Linked DNA regions of Sus scrofa: all the other regions are linked to region 3. A link is a contact called in public HiChIP or PLAC-seq and promoter capture Hi-C data. All regions are on one chromosome and are shown on one strand. Each heading gives the region's core, a stretch centred on a gene start, on an enhancer-like site or on the middle of the called end of the contact. The rest is flanking DNA. Distances are from core to core; before and after follow the strand shown. Region 1 holds the start of RAB17 (RAB17, member RAS oncogene family). Region 2 overlaps LRRFIP1 (leucine-rich repeat flightless-interacting protein 1). Region 3 overlaps LRRFIP1 (leucine-rich repeat flightless-interacting protein 1).

Region 1 (4,432 bases), core at 1,364-3,863, 73 kb after region 3:
AGCCTCCGCGCCCCAGCCTTCGTGCTGTGTGCGCTAAGGTTGAATCACAGAGGCTGGTGGGGAAAGGAAGTCTAGGGCCATCTGGTCCAACCCCCTCCCCTTAGAGGAGGGGAAACAGGTGTCGGGAGAGGGCGTACCTGCAAGAGTCCCCCTGGGGAGGCACCCACAGGTGTCAGGGAAAAGACCCACCCAAATGCTGGGCTGTGCCGGGTGACCCTAAGGCCACAGAAGCCATCAGCCCCCAGGCCTCCAGAGTACCTGTCCTGGCCTCTCACGGTGGCGCAGGCCCTTGGAGGTGAGAAGAGGCCAGGCCACTGGGGGCTGGTCCCGGTCCAGGCCCTGGGGGTGTTTCCCTGCCACCTCCCATCCCTGCCTCACTCTGTGTCTCTCTGGCTCCGTGCTGAGGCAGGGGCGTTTCCAGATGGCTCAGGGTCCCGTGCCAGGTGGCCTCACCCTGTATGAGCCCCTCCTCTTGAGTGTTCCACAGCCATGGACACAGTGACTGTGCCCGTTTGAGATGAGGTTCTATTATAAAGGCAAAGGTAAGGGGATTTTTGCAGGTGTAACGAAGGTCCCTCATCAGCTGACTTTCTGTGAATGAAGAGGGAGATTGGGCCTGGTGGGCCTGACCTAATCGGGTGAACCCTGGGACAGTGGGTCTGCAAGTCGGACAGGGTCTCCTGGGGGCCTCAAGGAAGCCAGCTATCCCTTGTGAGAAGCCTGGGGGAGCCTCTAAGAGCTGAGAGAGGCCCCAGTGGACAGTCAGCAGCAAAACGGGTCCTCCGTCTTATAACAGCAAAGTACTGGATTCGGCCAAGAATAATGTGAGTTTGGAGTGGACCTCAAAAAAAAAACAAACAAACAAACAAACAAAAAAATCTTCGGACAAGACCTGGCTTTCAAACCTGTGGTCTGGCTGCAGGTGCAAAACTCCCATTTGAGTATCAGACGCTAGTTATTAACAATTCTGTCTCTTGCATTCCTGCCATAAAATTGTATTAACAACTCCCCCACACTCTGTGCCCCTTGCAGCCTGCAGGGAGGTGGATGCCTTACGGAAAGGGGGCAGCAGCTCAGCACCGTCGCAGAAAATCACCCGCATATATTTTATTTATTTATTTATTTATTTAGTCTTTTTAGGGCCACACTTGCAGCATATGGAGGTTCCCGGGCTAGGGATCTAATTGGAGCTGCAGCCACCAGCCTATGCCACAGCCACAGCAATGCCAGATCCGAGCCATGTCTGAGACACCACAGCTCACGGCAACCCTGGATCCTTAACCCACTGAGCGAGGCCAGGGATTGAACCCGACACCTCACGGTTCCTAGTCGGATTCATTTCCGATGTGCCACAATGGAAACTCCCTCTCCTGTTTTAGAACTGGACCCTCTGGCACCTGGGTTCTGAGCCGGGCATCGCATCGGCCCCCGACCTTTGGGGTCTGGTCTGCACGTGGGGGATGGGGTTGCCATTCGAAAGGGGAGGGAGGGACTGAGTCTTTAAAGTGACAAGGTCCTGGCAAGGCGGCAAGCTGCAGGTGGCCTCCAGGGAGGGAAGAAGAACCCCTGCTCCGGAGGGGGTGTGGGTGCAGCAGAGAGTAGCTGGTCCAGGCAGGGGCTGGTGGGAGAGGTCCCAGCAGGGACCTAGCACAGACGTCCCCCTCCAGCAGAAGACCCCAGGACCCCAGGAGCGGGGAACCCTGGTGATGACGGGGTGTGACTCCCAGGAACCTCAAATGAAGATGAGCCGGGAGAACATAAAGAAAGTGGGCTTTCTGTACCTTCTCTGCAGACAGATTCAGCCGACAAATTTCTACTTTGCTCAGCACACAGCCTCCCCCCACCTCAATGCTCAGACCTTATCTAGGTTTTTTGTCTTTTTACAGCTGCACCTGTGGCATATATGGAGGTTCCCAGGCTAAGGGTGGAATCAGAGCTGTAGCCTCTGGATACACCACAGCAACATTGGATCCTTAACCCACTGAGTGAGGCCAAGGATTGAACCTGCGTCCTCATGGTTCCTAGCTGGGTTCATTACCGCTGAGCCTAAGAGCCATGTGAAGAATCTGGAAGGCCCAAGGTGTCCTTCCTCTGTCTGTGCCCAGCCCCCACCCCCGCGGAGGGCTGGTCAGGTGTCGGGGTGACGGAGCAGGAGATGGCCTTAGACAGGTACAGCCCCCAGTGGCATCCAGCCAGGAGGCGTCTGTGACCCGCCCAGCCTGGCTGGCCTCTGGTTCCAGGCGCACCGCCCCAACCCCCCAGCTTTTTGTGGGAGGAATGAATTCATTGGATCAAAGCCTTCTTTCTCTTCTGGGCTCAACTAGCGTCAAGTGCCATAAAGACCCCCACAGCTGGAGGAAGGAGGGAACTCTTTAGCATGGAAATGAGACCCTAACAAAACGGAGCAGCTCAGCCAGAGCTGGGGACCCGGCGGAGTGTGACTTCCTGCAGGTGTGCAGGTGCTCCAGCTTTCAGGTCCAGCCTCCCGCCTGCCCCAGGTGACCACGTGACCGTGGGGGACTTTGCCCTGGAAGCCTCTCGGAAGGGAGGAGGCCTGACCTTGGGGGAGGGGGCTGGGCCTGGCCTTGGCCCGAGGCTGCCCTGCCGGCTCATACCTATTCCTGCGGGAGGCAAGCCTCCGCCTGGCCCACTGCCACAGGCACGCCCCGGCCCCACCTGTGGAGGGAACAAACCTTTCCTCTGGTCAGAAGTGGGGAGAAAGGGGACACAGGCAGGGGCCCGGCAGGACCCGGTGATGACAGGCTGTCAGGCTCGCTGCAAGTGACCAGGCCCGCGGAACGAGTGAGTCATTGTTTAAACTTCTGCGTGTGTGTCTGTGTGTAAATGCCTGTGTGTCTGCATCTGCGTGTGTTTGTGTGCATGTGTGTCGGTGTATCCGTGTGGGTGATGTGTGTATGTGTCTTGTGTCTCTGTGTGTCTGTATCTCTGTGTGTGTGTCTCTGTGCGTGTGTGCGGGTGATGCGTGTCTGTGCGTTGTGTGTCTGTGTGTCTGTGCATGAGCCCCTGTGCCCATGCTCAAAAGGGCAAAGTGAGAGGTAAGGAGTGCGTTCTCCTGAGCCCCCGAGGGGCCCTGGCTTGTCCCCCATGGCTTGCTAGGTCTGGGTCCAGGAAGGACAGGGCTGTTTAAACGGTGGCCTCTGGGAAAATTCCAGGTAAACCGCAGGTAATGAATAGGAGCCCTTACAGGAATCCATTTCAAATGGGTCACGATGCTCAAGGGATACGGCCTGACGGGGAGCAAACAACTCCTGGAAAGTCCTGGTGTTCCTTACCTGCCCGGGCGGGCAGGGCGCTCGCAGTCTCTGCAGCCCTGACCCTCCCCTGGAGTGGCCCCTCCCCCAAGAAGATGGCTCTGGATTTGTCATCTTTCCCTTTTGTCCTTGGTAGAAGGGGCTGAGCTCAGAAGATGTGAAAAGCCCCAACCAAAATGCTCGAGGGCGTCCCTCTTGGCCTCGCGAGGCATGTGGCGATTCTGGGAACTCTCTCCTCTCGGCTCTTGGACGGGCTTCAGTCACCCCGTCTTGGGGAAATGCAGAGGCCAAGACAGGGGTCACATTTTAGATTTTCTCCATGAATCGAGCCCTCCGACCTCTGATGACCAAACACAACATGTCATCACACAAAAAAGGACACACGAAAATGCTTACTGCAGTCTTACTTATTACAGAGGGAAAAATAAAGCCAAGTGAAAAGTCCAGGACCAGAGAGCTAGGTAGTAAGTGGAGCAACCTGGAATGTTACGTGGTCATGAAATTCCTAGAGGCTGAAGGCATCTATAACATATATAGCAATGTGGGAAACTGCCCTTGATATGTCTTAAGGTTTGGGGGGTTTTGTTTGTTTGTTTTTGTTTTTTCTTTTGACCGTGACATGTGCCCACTTGATATGGGATCTCAGGTCCCAGACCAGGGATCAAACCCAGGCCAGGGTGGCAAAACCATGGAGTCCTAACCACCAGACCACCAGGAAACTCCTTCTTAAGTTTTTTTAAAAATGTGGGATACAGGAAGTTCCCTTCATGGCTCAGTGGTTAACAAACATGACTAGGATCCATGAGGATGCGAGTTCGATCCCCGGCCTCCCTCAATATGTTGTGGATCTGGCGTTGCCAGGAGCTGTGGTGTAGGTGGCAGATGTGGCTCTGATCTGGCCATGGCTGTGGCTGTGGCGTAGGCCAGCAGATGTAGCTCAGATTCAACCCCTAGTCTGGGAACTCTGTATGCTGTGGGTGTGGCCCTAAAAAACCAAAAGCAAAAAAAAAAAAGTAGGATACAAAATTTTATGTTAAAATTATAGTTTGTTTGTTTGGTTTTTTTAGAGGAGGGAGTTCCCATTGTGGCACAGTGGTTAATGAATCCGACTAAGAACCATGAGGTTTCAGTTCGATCCCTGGCCTTGCTCAGTGGGTTAA
Region 2 (4,061 bases), core at 675-3,174, 69 kb before region 3:
GGGAGTGTGGCCAGCACCGGCCCCCCAGGAACGGGAACGAAGCTGCTTCCCGCTCAGGCCACTCAAAACACAGGGCTTAATCATGCTATCAGAGGAACACACAATTCCGGGTTAGGAGGGGAGAGCACACACAGCATCTGATCGGCTGGGGTGCGGAGGACACCTCGTTTCTGTGCAGAGAAGCATCCCTCTGCGAGGAAGGGGCTGGCCTGGAGACCGTGAGCCGTGACGCCGGCCCCCACCTGGCACAGACCCGGAACGGGGCCAGGGCGCCTGGTGTTGGGGAAGCGGAAAAGCTGGCTTGCCTATTCTCTTTCTACGTGAAAACCTGATACGATTGAGGCTTCATACAGAATCGGGCCTGGCTTATTGGAGAGTCACATGACCGTCTATCTGGTTGCTTGTGTGCCTACGTGTCTATCCACCCACCGAAACTTTCTCTCTTTTTCTCTCCTTCCTGCATTTTTGGCCGCCCCGAGGCATACGGAATTTCCTGGCCAGGGATCAGATCTGAGCCGCAGTCGTGACCTAAACCACAGCTGCGGCACCCTCTCTTTTGCTGGAGTCAAAAACACCAGCCACTCACGTACCTGGAAACTTCCTCTTAGTTTTGATGTGTATTCACATTTGTTCTAGCCCTAAATATACCTGCCCCTGAAAAAAAACTTCTCACCTTCCTCTTGAGCTAGGCAGGGTCGGGGGAAGGTGGCAGGGGAGGCAGGATTTCAGCACCCGGGGGGGTCTGAGCAGCCAGTCAGGCCCACCGACTGGGCTCCACCCGGGCCTCCCCACCTGCGGCAGAGCCCCCGCTGCACATTACAAGGAGCTGCCGCACTTCAGGGGTGCGTGTGCAACACTAGCGCAGATACCCTCACCAAGTTTGCCTGGTTTTCCACCCGCGTGGAATTGCCGAGGGCTGCGTCTGTGTCTGTTTTGTTCCCTGCTGAATCCCCAGCGCCCAGACAAGGCCTGGCGCGCAGCGGGCACTGGAGGAGTACTTGCTGGAGGACCCACTACAACGTGAAGCGCCTTGGTCCAGACGAGCAAGCTCTCGAGACCGTCCTGCCTAACCTCCTGGCCCTGCTGGATAAACAGTTACTGTGTATTTACACACACACTGTGTAAGATGCTGTCTCGGCCGCACAGACCACGCGCTCTACACGGACCACGTGTGAGAGTCACTGCCGCGTGTGGCGTGTGTACGAGAAATTTACCAGCATTCCCAGCCTCGCCTTTCAGCTTTATTGTTCAAAATAAAGGAAGACGCCTAACGTCAGCCTTGAAAGCAGAAGTATTTCGCCTCTGGGTTTGCTGCTCCGAGGGAGGAACACCTGCCCCCTGCAGACAAGTTCTAGTATGTTCCGTGTCACTGGTTTACGGTGCAGAGATAGGACAGACTGCTGTTAACAGGGCTTGTTTCCAGCCCAAGTCTCCCCAGCTCCTGAGTCAAAAACTGCTCTGAAGTTGCCTGATCTGACCTGATCACTCGGCAAAGGATTAGCATAAAGTCTGCCTTGCTGCGGTCTGTGTGGCACCTCGGGAGTCACCGGTATGATGGAGGCGGCGTGGCCAAGGTGGGCTGACGGGAGGTAGAAAGGTCTGAGTCCAGGGTCCGCCTCTTATCGGCCACGAGACCTGGTTCGGGTTACGTAGCCTGTCATCAGCACCACGAAATAAGGACACTGACCGCCCAGGCTGAGGATTTCGCAAGAGAAGGCAAGCCGGCTTCCCCCTGCTGTCACTTTCTGCTGGAGACAACGCTCATGGCTCCTGGTCACGACAGCGTCCCAAAGGGTCAGAACAACTAAAAAGGCCACTTGGCACACAGCCCAGGTCCTTCCTCCAACGCACCCACCTTAGCACTGGGAGGAGGATGAAAACAGGGAGGTTTTCAAGCAAAACTGTTTTGCGTCCAAGACCTGGTCACTTAATCGTTAACTAATTTAACTAGTGAGTCATTTAATTGTAAACACCTACTGCGTCTGAGGCTAACTTCTTGGGAGAACGGGGACGGGGACAAGACTTTCATGGTGGGCTCAGCACTGTCCTGTGCAGACTTGGGGTCAGCCTGGACTCTGAGGTCACCACCAGAGGGACCCCCAGCCCCCTCACAAGGGCAGGTGCGTTTGTCAGCAGCCACAGCTCCGAGCTGATGGAGAGCCTGGCAGGCTGCGCTCCCGGGCGTGGGGAGCTCCGCATCCGCTGGGCTGGACGCCTCGGGGAGGGGAGGTGGGGGGGGACCAGAGCTTAGCGGCCCTGCCCTCCCACTCAGCCTGCTGATCTGCGGGCACCGGATGATGGCCCAAAGATCCCCAAGGGGACTTTACCCCGGGGTTCAATGTGTCCCATTTAATCCAACAGATGTGTACTGTGTGTGCCTTCTTTGTGGGAGGGCAGCGTTAGTGCAGAAACAAAAAAAATGTGTTTTCATTCTTTTATTTCTTCTGCACAACGTGATCCCAGGGGCATGCAGCCCCACGTTAGGCCTGCTTTACCTTCAAAGCCATCCCTCCTGCCGGAGGCTGAAAGCCCAACATAACAACACAAGAGCCATCGGCAGTGCCAGGAAGCACCCTGACGGCCGGGAATCAGCTGCTCAGCAAAGCTCCTCTACAGAGGTGACGTTTAAAGAGAATCCACGGTGTACATCCTGCCAGACACTCGAAAGAAGTTCTGCCTGGGTCACCAGAGATCCACATCGCGCTTGGGAAGCGCATTCTCTGCAAGAATTAGGGCGCTGTCTCTTACGGAGAAAAGAAAACCATTTAGCTGCCTTCTTGCCGTCATGTGGGCCAGAGCTATTTCATCCACTCCAAAGGGTTTAAGAGCTTTCTCAAGGCCTCAAAAATATTTAAGAACTGGGAAAAAGACTTAAAATAGTGGGCTCCACCCCACTAAAATGTACTCAATATGAAATTAGCTGGTGTTTAATTAGATGTCAAAAAACCCTCATGGTATGCCAATCACTAGGTTTAATATTTATAAAAATTCACTCTGAAGAAAACTGTAGGTGACCTTGGCTTACTTCATGAGAATTCCCCAGTCTTCACGGTGACTGGAGAAACTGACTAGATCATAAAACTGGATTATTTAGCCAATTGATTAAGTAACCAATAATTTTCTTTTCTTTTCCCTTTTTTTTTTTTTTTTTTTTAGGGCCACACCCACGGCCAGGGATCAAACCCGCAACCTCATGGTTCCTAGTCGGACTCGTTTCTGCTGCGCCAGGACGGGAACTCCAGTAGCCAATAATTTTCAAAAGCACTTTCAAGTATTTCTTAGTGAGCCCTCACAGTTTGTATGGGACGAGGAGAATCTCTTTTTCTTTGTTTTTTTTTAGCTTGAGGCATGCTGTGGCTTGATGTGAGATCTCGGTTCCCAGGCCAGGGACTGAACTCGAGGCCGCAGTGGTGAAAGCACCACATCCTAAACACCAGGCTGTCAGGGAGCTCCGAGGATGCATATTTACAGGATTCGTGGAGCATCCTTGGTGCCCAGGAGCATTTGCCTCTGGGGACTGCCCCCCGGGGCTGATGCCATTTCAGCCGGTCCTCAGGCCAGGCCGGGAGCTCCCTCACGTCCAAGGGCGGATCCCATGTTCCGTTTTGTTTACCTTTATCCTTCATTCATTTGCCTATTTTTTTCCTTTTTTCTTTTCTTTTTTTTTGCTTTTTAGGGCTGTACTCTCAGCACAAGGAGGTTTCCAGGCCAGGGGTTGAACCGAAGCTACAGCTGCTGGCCTAAACCACAGCCACGGCAATGCCAGACCCTTAACCCAGTGAGGGGGGCGAGGGATCGAAGCTGCCACCCCATGGTTATGAGTCGGATTTGCTTTCGCTGCGCCACAATGGGAGCGCCGTCATTTGCCCTTTTTTGTTCATTCGACAACTACTACGTTTCCTGTGCAATTACTACACCCTTATTGTGAAAGCCTATCCCTTCGGATCCCCTGAAGGGGTGAAAAGACAGCAAAATTAAAAAAAGGTAATTCCAGGAGTTCCCGTTGTGGCACAGCGGAAGGGAATCTGACTGTGAACCATGAGGCTGCGGGTCTGATCCCT
Region 3 (3,983 bases), core at 658-3,157:
ACATCCATGGGGTCCTTAACCCGCTGAGCCACTACGGGCACGTCAGCAAATTTAATTTTTTTTAAAGGAGAAAAGGAAGGCAGGCAGGCAAATGCTGCTTGCATGAAGTACATACACTTAGGCCATTTCACCATAAACTTTCAACAGAAAAGCAACACACAGTAGGAAGAATTTACGTTAATAAAATTCGTGGAGACACAAAGCGGAATGGTGGCGGGGGCTTGGGGGAAGGACACAGAGTGGGTGCGGGATGGGGGACAGAGATTCAGTTTGGAAAAGGGAAAAGGTGCAGAGAGGGGTGGTGGGATGGTTTCCCGACAATGTGACTGCTGCTCACCTGTACGCCCCGAAATGCTTAAATGGTAAATTTTACAGTATGTACATCTTACCACCAAAACGATATTTACGTTAAAAGTTTTTCATGGTAAGAAAATGGCCAAGTCCGCCTCAGGCTGTCTATTTTATGGCATCCTGTCCGGCTACAAAAATGGTGTTTCTGATGCATATGTAATAGAATGTGACACACTTATGACAATGTTGAATGCACACTCAATACACACACACACTCAGAGCACACACCAATAACATCAATGAAAAGATAAACAAGTAAAAAGACCCCAAGAAAATGAAAAAAAAAAAAAAAAAAAAGCCCCAGAGCCATGGCGGTCTTTATGTTACAATGAGAATACAGACAACTTTTTTAGTTCCTTCTACCTTCTGTGTTTTTTGATATTTCTTTTAAAGGAGGAAAATAATGCAGAGCTTCATTCTCCTCTGTAGTTTATTTGAAAAGAAAGGAAGAATGGAAAGAAAAACCTTTATGCTGTGTGTTCCTCGAGGCTTTTAAGCTAAAAGGAAAGGGCCATTAATTAGGCTGCGAACCACTTTCTGGTCTTTCCTATTTTTGCATCACAGATGCCCCTGGCAGGCTGGTGACGCCTGTGGCCGTTCTCAGAATGGTATGTTTCCTTTTCTCTTTTTACAGCTGCACCTGCAGCATATGGAAGTTCCCCGACTAGTGGTCAAATTGGAGCTGCAGCTGCCTGCTTACGCCACGGCCACAGCAACACTGGGTCCAAGCCAATCCTGCAACCCATGCCACAGCTTGGGGTAATGCTGGATCCTTAACCCACTGAGCGGGTCCAGGGATCCAACCCCACACCCTCACAGAGACAACGTTGGCACAATGGGAACTCCTCAGAATGGTATTTTTAAATGCTTATAACAAAGCATAAATTATTAAAATATGATAGAAATGTAATTCACTTGGGTCATCTGGTATTTATTTTGTTCTAGCATACCTGATTTGAATGCTTTTATTTGTTTGCAGGTGCTGGAAAGATTGTTTTAGAGATTGGATCCGGAGAAACTGAAGAAGGATCAAATTAAATATAAAAAAATATATATTATATTTATATATTTAAATATAAAAAATATATATTATATATATATTTAAATATAAAATTTATATATTTAAGTATATATAAAAAATTCAACTTAACCCCCCCAATTTCCTTTGAAATCTCTTTACAATGGAGATTATTCTGAAACCTACTATCAAAATATATTTTTAATTGTGATATAATGTATCAATCACAGCGTTAGCGAGAAAAAGAGGAAATGACCCCAGCTTTGTAAAGAGAAGTAATTTAATATGGGGGCCCACTAAACAGGTGTTGGGTGACTGAGTGGGCAAAGGCGGTTTGGGTCACACAGAGGTAGTAATCGGGGGAACAGCGAGGGCTGGGTTAGTGTACCCCAAAGGCTCAGAAGGCATGGAGCTCCAAGTCTCCAACGGGCATCCACGACCGTGGGCCGGAAAAACCCCAGGAAAGGAACCCGCCCCGGTGCCCGGGTGATGGGCGGTTGCCGGGTGATGCTCAGCGAAACAGGAAGCCGACGGGGAGGAGCAGGTCCCGGCTCCTTCCGCCGCCCCCCGGCCGCCCTCTAGGGGCGACGAGCTGCGCGGAGCCGCGGCCCCGGCGCGGGGAGAAGCGGCGTTTGCAGCGCGGAGGCAGAGGCAGGGGCTTGACGCCCGGCCCGCAGGCGGGCTTCCCCACTGAATGACGGGCGCCCGCATGGCCGTGGGCGTGTCTCCGGCGGTCCGGTGCCACCGAAAAGGGCCACGGGGGTAGGTGGCACTGGGCGGTGAGTGCTTGTCACACTGCTAAAGTTTTCGGCCTCCGTTCCTAACGCTGCTCTTTTTTCCGCCCCGGTTTCAGGGCTCCGTTGACATCGAACCAAAGGCCCTGGGAGGGTTACTGGACCCGAAGTGGAAAATCCTTCTGGGTCTTTCAGGGCGTCGAGTACAGTTCTTTTTTCCTCCTTAATTTTGGCTTTAAAAAGTCACATGATTGATCACATGATTGACCACTGGTCCCCGGTTTCTCGTCAAGGTTTGAAAGAGAAAATAATACTGATCAGGCAAATTCATGCCCCGGGTCACCTCGCACTTAACGGACACTGCCGACCATCCTGCAAACAGTAAACAGGAATTTTCGCATTTTATGGGTCATATTACACCTTTGTCTGAATGCCACAGAAAGTGAAGTCCACACACAGCTGTGCTCACGGCCCGGCCCCACCCCCGGGGGGCACGGAGGGGAGGGTCTCGCCATTCGACAGCCACCGCGTGGGTGGAGGGCGCACAGAGACCCCGCAGCTGCCGCTGTGACAGTGAGCACGGGCCCTCAGACCTCCGGGGCAAGACTGATGCCACATAACTGCACAATAAGTAATTAACTAAGTAATGAGGCGTGTGACACGTGCGGCCACATTAACTGGAAACACCCCCACACCCTGCCCGGGGAAGGGAATGCAGACAGACAACTCAGCCTTGTTTCTGAGGAAACAAGATGATTCCAGGGACGTGGGGAGGAGGAGGGCCCTCCTGTGAAGCCCATGGGCTCCCTGCCCTTGCCCCGTGGGCAAAGTGCAAGCTCCCAGAGGTCACCTGGACATCACCCTCCTAGGTGCCGCCTGGCGTCCTGCCACCAGACGGTGGCCTTTTCATCCCACGGGCCAGTGACAGAAGAGTCTGTTCTGCCTCCTGGTGGTGATTTCAAACCCGACACCAAATCTCCAGCTTTCTTCTGTTCCCTGAGATCATTTATAAAAACTGGAGCGTTTGTAATACAAGAGGGCCCGGCCCTCAGCTGAGGAACTTGGGCAACAAGCTCACCTATGTCAGCGTTTTATTTAACGTAGAAACGTCACCACTCTTCTGACTCACAGAGGCAATGTACACGCATTGATAAGTCTCATCATTTCTTTTTTTGGGTCACACCCAGGGCACTGGAAAGTTCCCAGGCCAAGGATCGAACCTGCACCACAGCAGTGACAACGCTGGATCCTTAACCTTCTGGCTCACCTGCTGGTTAGCTACTAGGGATCTCCAGTCTACTCCGCCCATAAACTCTAACAATTCCACCAACAGGGAAGGAATTTCATTAATGCCCTATGAAGTGAAAAACTGTAACTATTAAAAAGACACTGAAAGTCAGTATTTCGTGGTTTATCCACAGCAATCCTTGAAGACACAAGATGAATCACATTACAAGATTTGTTTAGAGCTTCAGACTAAGGGAAATATTTTAAAATATATATCATCTGTTCTTAGGTATTGGTAAGGTCTTATTTCAACATATGATAAAGTAGTTATTCTCTTAGAACAACCAGAATAATAAACTACATATAAAACGAACTTAAATTTAGGTCAATACTTTTGTTTAAAGGCAAGATAAAATTTGTGTTATGCGGGTGCGGAAAATGTTCTGCTTCCAGTCTGAACAATATGATCCTGACGGATACCTAAGAATTTTTAAATCTTTGATTTCTGTTCAATTTTTATTTTTGAGACATTAAATTTTCATTGAACACAAAATTCTCTCTTTGCTGAAGAACTAGATTTTCCATCTATACTGTAAGAGTCTCTATGTTCTCTATTGAATTTATTTATTTATTTATGTTTTGTCTTTTGTCTT

Evidence for each region. Promoter capture Hi-C pulls out the DNA fragments that hold promoters and counts their contacts. HiChIP or PLAC-seq counts read pairs in DNA pulled down with a chosen protein or histone mark.
Region 1: a contact with region 3 is called in a promoter capture Hi-C map of liver, with 3 times the contacts expected there. The contact joins the promoter of RAB17 here to the enhancer-like site in region 3. A contact is called at or near these places in 1 of 5 promoter capture datasets (liver), 9 of 47 Hi-C or Micro-C datasets (heart right ventricle, liver, skeletal muscle and 1 more) and 1 of 2 datasets of contacts at active chromatin or transcription factors (skeletal muscle).
Region 2: a contact with region 3 is called in an H3K27ac HiChIP or PLAC-seq map of alveolar macrophages. The contact joins two enhancer-like sites. A contact is called at or near these places in 1 of 5 promoter capture datasets (liver), 25 of 47 Hi-C or Micro-C datasets (alveolar macrophages, blood, brain and 11 more) and 2 of 2 datasets of contacts at active chromatin or transcription factors (alveolar macrophages and skeletal muscle).

The regions. Positions count from the first base shown.
Region 1 is chr15:137,253,994-137,258,425 of Sscrofa11.1, reverse strand. It overlaps RAB17 (RAB17, member RAS oncogene family), which reads left to right and starts at 2,613. Exons shown (of 6, transcript NM_001243950.1): 1 at 2,613-2,802.
Region 2 is chr15:137,395,429-137,399,489 of Sscrofa11.1, reverse strand. The region is part of intron 2 of LRRFIP1 (leucine-rich repeat flightless-interacting protein 1); the gene reads right to left. Among named protein-coding and RNA genes, the nearest start is that of RBM44, 47 kb to the left of the region's middle. Within about 2 kb of position 1,924, at least 27 of the 83 cell types and tissues checked have an H3K27ac peak or open chromatin away from gene starts, as enhancers often do. A contact at or near this core is called in alveolar macrophages, fetal liver, liver and 1 more, where this site is marked.
Region 3 is chr15:137,326,290-137,330,272 of Sscrofa11.1, reverse strand. The region is part of intron 1 of LRRFIP1 (leucine-rich repeat flightless-interacting protein 1); the gene reads right to left. Among named protein-coding and RNA genes, the nearest start is that of LRRFIP1, 45 kb to the right of the region's middle. Within about 2 kb of position 1,907, at least 36 of the 83 cell types and tissues checked have an H3K27ac peak or open chromatin away from gene starts, as enhancers often do. A contact at or near this core is called in alveolar macrophages, fetal liver, liver and 3 more, where this site is marked.